Regions from separate parts of the Zea mays genome. Here region 1 is linked to region 2. The links are chromatin contacts, called in public Hi-C maps. All regions are on one chromosome and are shown on one strand. Each heading gives the region's core, a stretch centred on a gene start, on an enhancer-like site or on the middle of the called end of the contact. The rest is flanking DNA. Distances are from core to core; before and after follow the strand shown. Region 1 holds the start of LOC100384390. Region 2 holds the start of LOC103647269 (arogenate dehydratase/prephenate dehydratase 6, chloroplastic).

Region 1 (6,397 bases), core at 2,807-5,306, 210 kb before region 2:
CTTCACCCACATGTTGTTTGCATCTTCTTCAATCCAAGCGCCCTCCACAAAACTCTTTCCCTAAAAACTTTGGATGTCTCCCCTTTGAGTTTTCACCACTTCGTCCTCGCAATTTTAGCTTGTTTATCCCTATGGGTACTGATCCAGAACTTCCTCTTCTCGCTCTCACTGAGACCAACCTGAGGGGCATATGCACTTATAATGTTCAAGACTACATCCCCCAAAACTAGTTTGACTAGGATAATCCTATCTCCCTGTCTTTTGACGTCCACCACTCCATCCTTGAGGGTCTTATCAATCAGGATACCTACTCCATTTTTGTTTGCCACTGTTCCTGAGTACCAAAGTTTGAAACCAGTGTTCTCCACCTCCTTCGCTTTTTGCCCCTTCCATTTTGTCTCCTGAACACATAGGATACTAACACGCCTCCTGCTCGCTGCATATCATGAAGCGCATAATGATTAAAAAAAGTCCAGACCCGGTGCTAGAGGCTCCTAGATGAGTGGGGTCTGGGGAAGGGATCCCACAAATGTGGAGAAGCTGCTTCGAACCCGCAACCTGATGACTCAGTGAGACAGCTCTCACCACTGCACCAGGTCTGCCCTTGCATCATGAAGCACATGCTGGTTGATGGAATTTAAGAAATGTGTGCTTGTAGTTCTACACGTCATCCACAAATCAACCTTGAAATAATTTCCAAGAATTTTCCTACATATCAAATGACATCTGTAGTATCTGCATATCAGATATAAGTAACATATAGTAAGAGAACAAGTAATCAAATTCATCATATGAATAGTACCTCTGTAATATATATTTCCCTAGCATCAAATCCCTCTGCAAAAGCTTTGGCAAGGACCATGTATTTTCTTCCAGGATAAACATACCATACTTTTGAGGATGGAATGTTTGTAATCCCATGAAGATGGGCAGAATCATCCATAATAGGGACCAGATAAAGGAAAAGTGTCCGTGGAATAACAACATGTAGAGATGATACTTGTTCATGACCAGAAACTCTTGTGTCTTCAACAACCACCTTAGTAAACCCTAGACTCAATGCATGCAAGATACCCAAGGAATCCACTTGGGCCACAGAAGAGTTTGTCGCATACCAGCGATGATATTGTGATGGTAATTTAACCACTAGTGAAAAGGTAGAAATGGAGAGGATCGGTTAGCTTTCAGCACCAGATGCACTAAAGAAAACACAGGTAGAAAAGATATAGCAATGAGATAAAATAATATGTCATACCATAAAACAGAATCTAAAACTGGATATTTTAGCTCTGATGACATAAAAAAGATTCATTTTTCCCTGAATATGAATACAATGTGTTTTGTGTTAATTATTCATCTATTGTGTTTCTTCTCTGATATATAGCATATAACAGGAGACCATAATGCAGTTTCATCAGTGAACACAGTTAGGTTAGTTTCATTGTTCAGAGAATTCAATGTCAAATAATGACAGAACTTGATCTGTTAGAGAAGGTACCTTGAGCAACTTTCTGTCGGAATACCTTGAGTTTAAACTTCACCAAAACACCAACAGTCACGAGAACTGGTGATGATGGCTCTAGTGACATGGATTCAGCAACAGTTAATGTGATTGTGTCAATCACATGTTCAAACTGAGGCTCAAACAACTGAGCTTTAACAACCTCTTGGCCAATCTCAATACCCTTCACCACAGAGAAATCTGAACCAAGATTCTGCACAAGTACAGCAAGAAAATTCAAAATATGTATTCTTCCATACTGAAGAGTGGTAAATGTAATTGGAAAACAAGCACACAAACAGTTTACCTTGTCTTCTAGCTCAAACCGAATATTCATATCACCGCAGAAGCCACCACAGTCACTCAAATGTGTTTCTTTCAGTGGAATACGAATAAGATGATGGCTACTGTTATCAACCAACCTCGGGGTAAGGTGCCACAAAAACTGCAAGCCCACCAATGTCGAGAACACATTTTCTAAACCCAAAAGGAACCAAATTAAGTATGCTAAAATAAGAAAATATAGCAATGCCAGGAAAATAGCAGAGTTATCCTAAACGCTAAATGGTAAACAGTTGGTCATCCTTTGCTTAGCATTTAGGCCATTTTTTATGGTGTTTAAATGGAGCTAATGGCTTAAACGATTTTGTATAGCAACACTAAAATATACATATTAATGTATTTAGAATTCAAACATGCTAGAAAGTATGCATATTTATGCATGTAAAATATAAGTATTCTACCAAATGATTTTTTGGAAGAAAACTAAATCCCACTGCACCTATGTACTTACGGTGTTAATTAGTTGGGTACCAAGTGTGGTAGTTGTAATCCTCTGATCCTCTCATTGAGTAAATGGCAAATTAAATGTCCATTTAGCTCATTTAATCATGTTTAATCGATTCTGACTAAAACGGCTTTTAACGGTTTAAAAGGGTTTAAACGGCCTAACAATATAATTCACCGCTTAGGGCCTAAACGACATGGTTCGCCTTTGTTTACCATTTAGAAGTTGTGAACAGTGGAAACAGTAGTTTTGTATATAAATTTTCCCCTTTTTGTTTGTGGTTCATAGATGGTTTCATCTCTAGCCTACCCCAACTTTTTTTGGTTCTAAACGGCTATGCCTGACTGGAAAAAAGGCTTACTAAATCTAAAAGTGTTCCAAAAGGAAGCTCTTAGGTCAACAACGACTTCGGGGCATTAAGAAATAAGAACCAGAAAAGAAGGGAACAAAATGTGATGTAAACTGATGATCTACAAACAATGAACCCAAGTACTAGATAGAAAAAGCAGTATCACTGTTTATATGTACTATGTCAATTTCATAACGTAAGAATGAAAGATACAAAAGGTTCATATGAATTACCTTCATCATCGAAGGCATGTATACGTAATGTAGCAATTTCATCTAGATCAATTTTAACAGCATGGTGGAAAATACTGATCCGGGAGATCTTGTCTACGAATACTTTGCAGTGTATCGTGATTCCACTGATGATATCAGTCGCATAGACAGAAGTCTCCCTCCGGCCAGAGTATGGGGCAATTGATGCCAAACGAGCACTAGTCGAGCATCTGCTGCTATCATTATACTCTGGTTTAACTGAAATAAGGTCATGATGATCCCATGACCTGTAAACAAAGAAAACAAAGGCATTACCCTCTTAACATTGTGAAATGGGAACTCCCCGTCTCCATAAGTAGGACAGAAGCATGGTACTAGAACAGTTTCTAATTTGTGGGGAAAAAACTTGCGCTCCCTATACATCCATGCATAAGTAAAATGATTCAACTGACCAGATGATTCTACATACTTGAAGTACATTGCTACTAAATAAAACATTTACAGATACAGAATCAAACAACTAAGCACGGGTGACTATCGCCCTGAAAATGTGATGTGCATCCCAAATTCTGATCTAGTGTAGACACTGGCTTTCTCGAACACAGAAAAGAGTTGTGCATATTTGTATTAAGAGAAAAAAGAGGTAATAACCCTTACAACATGCACATGCACGGGCGAGCACAAAAACATTTGTGACTTATGCTTACAACAAAAATCGACCTTGACCAAGAGACCAGACACCTACTGGTTGCCTGCAGGCTGCATACCTAACTTAATTAAAGGTCAACATAACAGATTTAGCGTCATGCCCAAGCTACAAACATGGAAAATCAACTACTCCAAGTAAAAGGGTACAACTTCAGTTCCCCAAAAGCCCTAACCATGGCCAAACTGCTATCCTGTGGGTTCACCATGGTTCACATCAGGGCCACTGTCTGAAGCAAGCAAGAGCATGGAGCAAATCACGAAACATAAACCATCCATAATTACAAGCTGTAGCAACAACCAAACGTGGAGACACTCCACGAAACCAACGGAGCAACGCATGTCGCAGAACGGCACTCCACAGCGAGCGATCACGCAGAGCACCGAAGCAAAAAAATGTGGGCAAAGGACGGCTACAGAAGAATACCAGGAGAAGCATCCATCCCCGCCGATGAGACGGTACTCGACAGGCTTTGTCATCCGCGGGGGCAACAGCACGCTCAGGTCCGCCATGTGGGGCCCGCCTGCGGGGTTGGCGGCAGCCGAGGCGCATAGCAGCACGGCCACCACCGCGACCGCCGCCGCAAAGGCCGGCGGCGACACCATCGCCCCGCGAAGCTTGTGGAACTCTATGCAGTGACGAGCCCGGCCAGTGATAAACCCTAGTTGGAAAGGGGGGCAGGGAGGGACCCAGGAGAGGCGGAGCAAGGAAAAGTGAAAGGTGGCTTTGCGCGAGAACGGGAAAGGGAAAGCGAAGGGGACTTTCATGGACTTGGTCAGTTCAACTTTTTTTATGAGTTTTACTCTGTGGAATCTGAATATAATGGTGATTATACAGGGAGTAACATAAAAAAATTATAGGGTTAACATATCCTATGCATATCCTATGCACATGAGTTTTTTTCACATATGGTATACAGGAACTAAGAAGTTCAAAAAAATCTAAAAAATTCATATATATTCTTTCTATATTACTCGAATTATATACAAAATTTTAAGTTTAAATTCATTTATTTTACCTATAGCAAGAGATAAAATTTCTGACAAGTTTAAATTAAAAAATCGGCTAAAATGTTCTTTTTTATTACAGCTAAAACATAATGAATTTGAACTTGGATTTTTCTATATAATAGGAGTAGGATGGAAAAAATATGTATGAATTTTTTAGATTGTTTTATAAATTTGTTAGTTCATGTGCACCGCATCGATTCGGTCTATTCTGTATTCACGTTGATGTATTGACTAAAGTGATTTTCATATAAACGGATTGAAAAGCTTAATGTTTGACAGTCTGTAGCAGCTTCTAGTGGCCAGAAGCTAAAAAAGTTGAAACAAACAGAGCTCTTGTCTTTTAGTTTGGATGGGATTGAAAAACAAGTTAATTTTTTTGGGTCAATCTCCTATAATTCCCATGTGGAATCATGGATTTAGGAGGCCGTTTGGTTCTAGAGAAGTTTAACACATGTTACATTAAGTATTTAGATGCCTATCACGAGTACTCCTTCGTCCCACAAAGATTGTCGCTCTACAGCTGAAACTAGCCGGAAATGGAAAAGACTATCATGCCCTCCTCGCCATTGACTGGCTCGATGAACTCGAGCGCCACGCCATTGACTAGCTTCTCGAGGCAGCACAGCGGAGGACGAGGACGAGCCTGCATTGGTCGGTGTCGTCGTGGATCTTGTCCATGCCGCCGGCCCATGGATGCGACCGAGCTAGGCACCGTCGTGCTGCCTCCACCATCGAGTGTCGACGCGGGGCTACCTCCACCGCTGGGGTGCTAGCGGGGTTGCCTCCGCCAATGCGCGGGCAGGGCCACCTTAACCGCTGGGCGAATGTGCGGGGTACGCCGCCGCCGAGGACGGGGCAAGCTAGGCCGTCAAAGTCGTTTTGGAGACCGAGAACGGGGCAAGCTAGGCCGTCAAAGCCGATGTGGAGAACGGGAGAGAGAGATATTGAAGAAAGAGGATGGGGATAAGATGATGGCGGGTCCTACGGTGAGTCAGGGTGCGAGACGACTTTCTTTGCGGGACAAATTTTGAATCGTTGGACGACTTTCTTGGTGGGATGGGAGTATTAAATATAGTATAATTATAAAACTAATTCTATAGCTAAAACATAAAATGACGAGACAAATTTATTAAATTTAATTAATTCATTATTAGCAAATATTTATTGTAGCATCATATGAGTAAATCATAGATTAATTAGGTTTAATAGGTTTATATTATCAAGGTTATTAAAAACAACGAAACGTTGGGTGAAGTTTAACTTAAACGTTTGGGTGAAGTTTAACTTTTAAACAGTTTAAATGTAGTTTTAAATAACATATGAAATATCAATATATCAACATAGGAAAATATCAATATACCTCCAAGTAGCCAACACTGTCTAGGCCAAGCGGAGGCAGAGGAGTAGACAGTCTAAAGCTCCAAGCAGCCGACATTGTCCATAAGCAGAGGCAGAGGAGCAGACGGGCGCTGGATGGGGGAGCGGACGGACGGCTACGGCGTGGAGCGAACAATGCCGCTGGCGCACAGCCTCCCCTTGCGCGGATCGGACCTGCAACAGCCTCCCCTTACGTGGACGGTCGAGAACTCGAGAGCATGCGGACGGGCATGGGCAAGAGGAGCAGGGGCGGAGCTAGAAAGAAGATATAGGAGAGGCCAACAAGACCATAGTATATAGTAGTGTAAGAAATAATAATAATAATTATAAGTATCAAATCAATCGTATGTACATAGTAAGTAAAATTTTAGTAATTTTACATTCACATAATTTAAATTCAGCAAAACAAATTGTTAAAAGAACTCACATGTTTTACTTGAGTGCTACTCTGCGTG
Region 2 (6,421 bases), core at 572-3,071:
CCAGGTCAAGAACAGGTACCACATGATGAGGCGCATGGAGGATGATGTGATGAGATCGTGAGAGGTCTAGGTCGTCGTCCCCCAGTCAACTTTGGTTGTTGTATCGTTGTCTTCGTATGATGTAATTATTTAACTATTTTGTACAGAACTCTGTTATATATTAAAGATGTGACATTCGTTTCTGTGCATGTGTCATCATATGTGTGAGACTTGATCCTAGCACACTTGGTGATTATTTCGCGCTCGGGTTTTGGACCCCTTAAATCTAGGTGTGACACTATACGCCCAGTCGGTGCAGTTCTTAGTCATTATCTGATTTGATCCCATTTTGAGTTCGGTTGAGAAAACCCCATCAAAACCCCAATTCTGACCGTATTCGACTGAGCTCAAAATTTGTGGAGACCATAGAAACACTTTTGTCAAGGTGTTAAAATTTTATCTCAATCGGAGTTCGTTTGGTTCAATTTCGCATCCGAGAACTGAATTTTGTGCTGCTGAAATCAGCACTAGATAGCGGCACAGTTTTGGACCGATTTGGACTTTTCGGTGTCCGATTTGCGATATGTTTGTTTTGCTGGTCTCGTGTGAGTCTTAGGAACATTTTATAATCATGAGATTACTGGTTTGCTGATATGGTTTTGGTTTGAGTGCTTATTTTATCTCAATTGAACTGAAGTGCATATTTTCAGTGTTTGGCAGCAAAAAATTGATTGGCTCCCATTCAACCATTGGTCGCCTCACTCCACAACCCATCATTGCTGATAGCAGGAGCCAGTGGTGGTAGCATGTAGGGATGAAAACGGTTTCGGAATTTTTCGAAATTGTGGATACCGTTTCCTGATTTTTTATGATCGGATCAGTCGGCAACGGTATTTTTTCGAAACGGTATCGGTTGTCAGGATTTTACTTTGGAATCGGTATCAAAATCGGCACGACGTTTTACAGACCGTTTTCATCTGTTACCGATTTTAGTCAGAATTTAGAATGAGAATTTCCAGAAATTAGTAAGCCGGCCAAGCTTGTGAGCTACTAGGCTGTGACCGTCCGTGTGAGGTGTGACTTCACTAACTTGTAAGGGAGTCCAATAGCTCATGAGGCCATGAGCCTATGACTGGATGAATTTGTGAGCTCGTGACTTAGCTTGTTGGCTCTTGGCTGTTGCCCACGCCGTTCTGTGAGGCAATGAGCCCATGACTGAAGGCTGCCTCTATCTGGGCGTCTTGGCTGAGTGCCCGTGCGGCCGCGCCGGCACAGCCACGGTGTGTCGGCGGCTAGGGTTCCGGCGGACGGTGACCTATAGGAGATCAAGCTTCACGGACGGTTCCCTCTCGTTTTATCGTGAACTTGTGATCTAGTTGTTATATTGTGAGCTTGTGACCTTGTGATCTGTGTGTTCAACTTGTTAAATTGTGAACTTGTGACTTGTGTGATCAACTTGTTATATTGTGAACTTGTGATATTGTGAGTTGTGAACTTGTGAGCTGTGAACTTATGGTCTTTGTGATATTTGTAAACTTTGTTGTATTGCGAAATTGTTATATTGAGATATTTTCGTATTGATATGATTACCGATTGTATTTTAGATTCTGATCGACGCCGATGTATTTTCTGTATCGAACTTTCGTTTTTAATATTTTTAAAATACCGATATCGTTTTCGTTTCCGGAGTTACCGTTTTCGATAAGAAAATGAAAACAATAATGGTTTTAGTGTTTTCTGACAATTTTTCACCTCTAGTAGCATCGGCGTGTCAGCAATGCGTATACGAAGGAAGGGCACCTCCCATCACCTTCATATTCAGAGGCCAACACAAATCTTCGCAATCAAAACAATAATATCCATTTTGAGATGAGGGAAAATAAAGCGCCTATAAGATAGACAAATAAGCTTGAGAGCTGTAGCAGCTCCGTGCACCAGGAAGCGATGGCCGGTGGCTGCTCCTATAGCCCGCGGCGAAGACGGAGGCCAGGCCACAAGGCTTTTGCTGGATGGCTTCGAGCACGGGCCGTTGGTAGAGATGGAGGAGTGTTTGATCACTCCACGGCGAGTCGGCGACGATGTTTTGCTTTGCCATCTGCCGTATCCATCCATCCGTCCGTCGCGTCGCCGCGCAGGCAGAGAAGTGAACACACACGGCACCTGCCCCGTAAAAACCACCCCGCGCCGCGCAACGCATCGGCACGAGGCTGCCTCCGGCTCCGCTCCGCTCCCCCTCCCACTCCCCCACCTAACCCCTCCCACCTACCTAACAAACCAGACGTCCAGACCAGACCAGAGCTGGCGGTGTGAGAAAAAAAAGCAGCCACCACGACCCGGGAAGGGAACACGGCCACACGGGGCGGGGGGGACCAAACCGCCGGGCCAATCCAATCCAATCCACGCGCCCGTCTCCATGGACGCCGCAGCTTTGCTCGACGCCTTCTCCGCCGCGCCGCGCCACCAGCTCCGCCCGGCAGCCTGGTGCAGATCCACGCGCTTCGCGTCCCAGGCGTGCCGCGCCACCGCCCCATTCGCCCGCGCCGACTGGCAGGCCGCCTGCGCCATCCTCGCCAGCAACAGCACGGGCGGCGCCGGCCACGATGCCAGCAGCAACAACAACGCGCAGCCAGCGCCGCGGGTCAACGGCCAGAAGCCCCCGCCAGCCCTGGAGGCGACGCCGACGCCGGACGAGCTGGATCTGGTGCCCGTGTCCAACCTCCCCCGCCCGCTCAGCATCAGCGACCTGTCCCCGGCGCCCATGCACGGGTCGCAGCTCCGCGTGGCGTACCAGGGCGTCCCGGGCGCCTACAGCGAGGCGGCCGCCGCCAAGGCCTACCCAGGCTGCGACGCCATCCCCTGCGACCAGTTCGAGGTGGCCTTTCAGGCCGTCGAGCTCTGGATCGCCGACCGCGCCGTGCTCCCCGTGGAGAACTCCCTCGGCGGCAGCATCCACCGCAACTACGACCTCCTCCTCCGGCACCGCCTCCACATCGTCGGGGAGGTCCAGCTCCCCGTCCACCACTGCCTCCTCGCGCTCCCCGGGGTGCGACGGGAGCTGCTCACCCGGGTCATCTCCCACCCGCAGGCGCTGGCGCAGTGCGAGCTGACGCTCAACGCCATGGGCCTCAACGTGGCCCGCGAGGCCTTCGACGACACCGCGGGCGCCGCCGAGCACATCGCCGCGGGGGGCCTCCGGGACACCGCCGCCATCGCGTCCGCGCGCGCCGCCGAGCTCTACGGCCTCCAGGTCCTCGCCGCCGGCATCCAGGACGACGCCGGCAACGTCACCCGCTTCGTCATGCTGGCGCGGGAGCCCATCATCCCGCGCACCGACCGGCCGTTCAAGACCAGCATCGTGTTCGCGCACGACACCGACGGCACCTCCGTCCTCTTCAAGGTGCTCTCCGCCTTCGCCTTCCGCGACATCTCCCTCACCAAGATCGAGAGCCGCCCGCACCGCCACCGCCCCATCCGCCTCGTCGACGACGCCAACGTCGGCACCGCCAAGCACTTCGAGTACATGTTCTACATCGACTTCCAGGCGTCCATGGCCGACGTCCGCGCGCAGAACGCGCTCGCGGAGATCCAGGAGTTCACCTCCTTCCTCAGGGTGCTCGGGAGCTACCCCATGGACATGACGCCGTGGGACGCCGCGCTCTCCTCTCGCGCCAGCCAGTACTAGTGATTGGGCGTAGAGCCAATTCATTGCTTTTTAATCAGTCAGTCATCACAAGAAACGTTGCTTTGGTTCTTTTTATACACTTCTCTCTCCTGCATGCTTTTTCTTTGCTTCGAATTCGGTGACCAAACTCGCAGAAGGGGCTCCTGTTTAATACGTATGGTAAGTACAGTGTATTCTTTCTTCTTTACAAACCTACTCTCTACCTTGCAGCAACAATCAAGTGAACCAATCCAAACCATCACTTCTATTTTTTTGCAACAAACAAGCATTGCTGCCTGAATCTGTATGAGCAGCACCCAAAAATGATCCATGGCCATGGAAGGAGCTTGGTGTTTCTGTTGTTGGTGCCTCTTGGGACTTGCCGCCTAGTTGGCGTTTACATTTTTTTGATTGCCTTGTCCTTCAATTACAAGCTATACTATCTAAACCCACGCACACCTACTCTGAGCTTAGAACTACAATCTATAACGAAAATAACTAAAATACAAACACGCAGCTGAGAGACACCGAAGGCGGCCTCCAATGATGGTAAGCACCTCCAATGATGATGAGCACGTTTCTCTGACTATTATAGTACATCTATCCATAAGACAACACTACAAAAAAATAGAAAAGCTTTAAGAGCTTGTTTGGTTAGTTCTTAGTAGAACTAGGTTGATTTAAATCTCAAACAATTCAATTTTTTTAAGTTTTTTTAATCCCATCTAATTTATGTATAATGGGAATAACCGAACACTGTTCCAGACAAAAAAAAAACCTGGGTGAGCCAGCGCTCGAATCCCAGCTGGCTGCGTTTACATTTGGGAGGAAGTCTGGGAGACAACGGCGGCGGGATTGGTACTTGCATGGCTTCTAGTCGGATTTGGTATCCTCGTTAAGCGGCGAAGTCGTTGATGAGACAAACCCAACGTTTATTTGGTCACACCAGATACGTGCATCAAACACCATCACAAAGCGGCGGCGGCTACCCTTTTGGTGGCTCGCATGTCGCCTCCGTAGGCCATCTCAAGTGGAACGGTGGATATGGACGTATAAAATTAAATAGTGTTTTATATCTTAGACTATATTATAAAGTAGATTTTAAAAATAGTTTTGTAATTTTAAAATAGAGACTATGATAAAATGCCATTCAAGATAGTAAAAGGAAGTAACAACCTTTTCAAAAAAAAATAGTCTAAAATAAAGTAACAACATTTTCACCTTCGTGAGTGACTAGCTAGCACGTCATGGAGCTCTATTCACCGTCACCGATAGATTGCTCAGTTTCCTTCTTCAAAGATTATTTGCCTATCCGCTTATAAATAGTTCACAGCCACTTATAAATAGTTATGGTCTGATGCCTATGTGAGATGAACATTATGACTACATTGTCTGGCGCTCTAGTTGCTTCTAGTCTGACACCTGATCTGACATCTTTGTTCACTGCCAGTTAGAGAATATGTTTCTAACCTTATGGTTCGATGTCTCCGTAAGTCGAACATTGTGGTCCAATGCCTTGTAATCCCTATTAGATTGCAGTGAACCTCAGGATCACCTTAAGTCTCTAGAATACCCATCTAAAAGATCTACACCTCAATGATGATTGTGATAAACCCTAATCTGACTGAGGGGTGCACATGGTATACCTTTTTGGCTGGTGTTGATGTTGGCAGTGTTCTCGAGGGCAGTGGCACTTGTTGATGTTGACGCTCCTCCCTTTGGAGCTCCTCCTCCAGTGGCTCCACCATCTCCTACAGTAGCTCCGACGTGGTTGTCATACTCGGTGTTAGTGAGATCAATGGGGGGCTCCTCGACCATTCCTCCCGCGAGGGATGGCGACACTGTGGAAGCCATTAGAAGTGGCAATTCTAGTCACTGGTGGGCTAAGGTGATCAGAACCTTTTGAATGTGGTAGCTAGGGTTTCGAGCGTAGGCGCGTTGGCGTTCGTGCTGGTCTATGCCTCCTTTTTATAATGTCACCGTGATCGGGGGCCACAATCATGGGTGTGGTCGTGCCCCCGATCAGGGCACTTACATGACCACATGAATAGGGAAATGTTCCCTAGCTTCTCTCCCTTTTTGTTACTAGAGAACATATACGTATCTTATATTCTCCCCTTTGTTCTCTAGGCTTCTTGTTCTTTAACTTCTCTAGGTTTCATCCATTGACAAGTTCACATACCATATGTTTCTTTCCTTGTACGACAACACCCTTTGATTGTTGAGAGCACCTAGAGAGGGGTGAATAGGTGATCCTGCAAAAATAACTTAAAACAACACAAGCTTGGTCTAATAATTAAGTTAGTGCAAACTAAAACCAAGTTTGGGTGAGAAGAAGAGTGAAAAGTTCCCTTCACTTGATTGCTCTTCCAAGATATGAATGATTCTAAGAGCAATATTACAAGTGAGTAGAGAAAACTTATGAAGAAGAAAAATCGCTATAATGTAAATGAGACAAGAGACATGGTGATTTGTATCATGTGGTTCGATCAAGCGTAATATGGTTGCCTACTCTACGTTGTGGTGTCCCAATGAACAAGGCCTTCACTCAACCCCTCTCAAGCGATCACAACGATCAACTTGAGTGTCGTAGTCTTCCCTTATCACTTATATCCCTTTGCGAGGAATCTTCACAACTTGGAGTCTCTCGCAGCCTTACAAATGATCAAAATCACAACTTAGAGTAAGGGAGGGAGATAGAATGCACCCACAAGATAAAATCACATCAACACAAGCTAGAAACACAAAGACAAGAGCGCAAGTACAATAATTCACAAGAAT

The links. Hi-C and Micro-C count contacts between places; a contact is called where the count stands out from the background.
Region 1: a Hi-C map of tassel shows a contact between it and region 2, with 2.9 times the contacts expected there. The contact joins the promoter of LOC100384390 here to the promoter of LOC103647269 in region 2. A contact is called at or near these places in 2 of 25 Hi-C or Micro-C datasets (ear and tassel).

What each region holds. Positions count from the first base shown.
Region 1 is chr2:170,555,783-170,562,179 of Zm-B73-REFERENCE-NAM-5.0, reverse strand. It overlaps LOC100384390, which reads right to left and starts at 4,056. Exons shown (of 36, transcript NM_001349059.1): 1 at 3,982-4,056; 2 at 2,871-3,136; 3 at 1,809-1,978; 4 at 1,499-1,715; 5 at 803-1,146. The coding sequence starts at 4,034. LOC109944040 reads right to left here and starts at 498. Exons shown (of 2, transcript XM_020548461.2): 1 at 1-498.
Region 2 is chr2:170,345,861-170,352,281 of Zm-B73-REFERENCE-NAM-5.0, reverse strand. LOC103647269 (arogenate dehydratase/prephenate dehydratase 6, chloroplastic) reads left to right here and starts at 1,821. Exons shown (of 1, transcript XM_008671821.4): 1 at 1,821-3,997. The coding sequence starts at 2,018. The coding sequence ends at 3,661.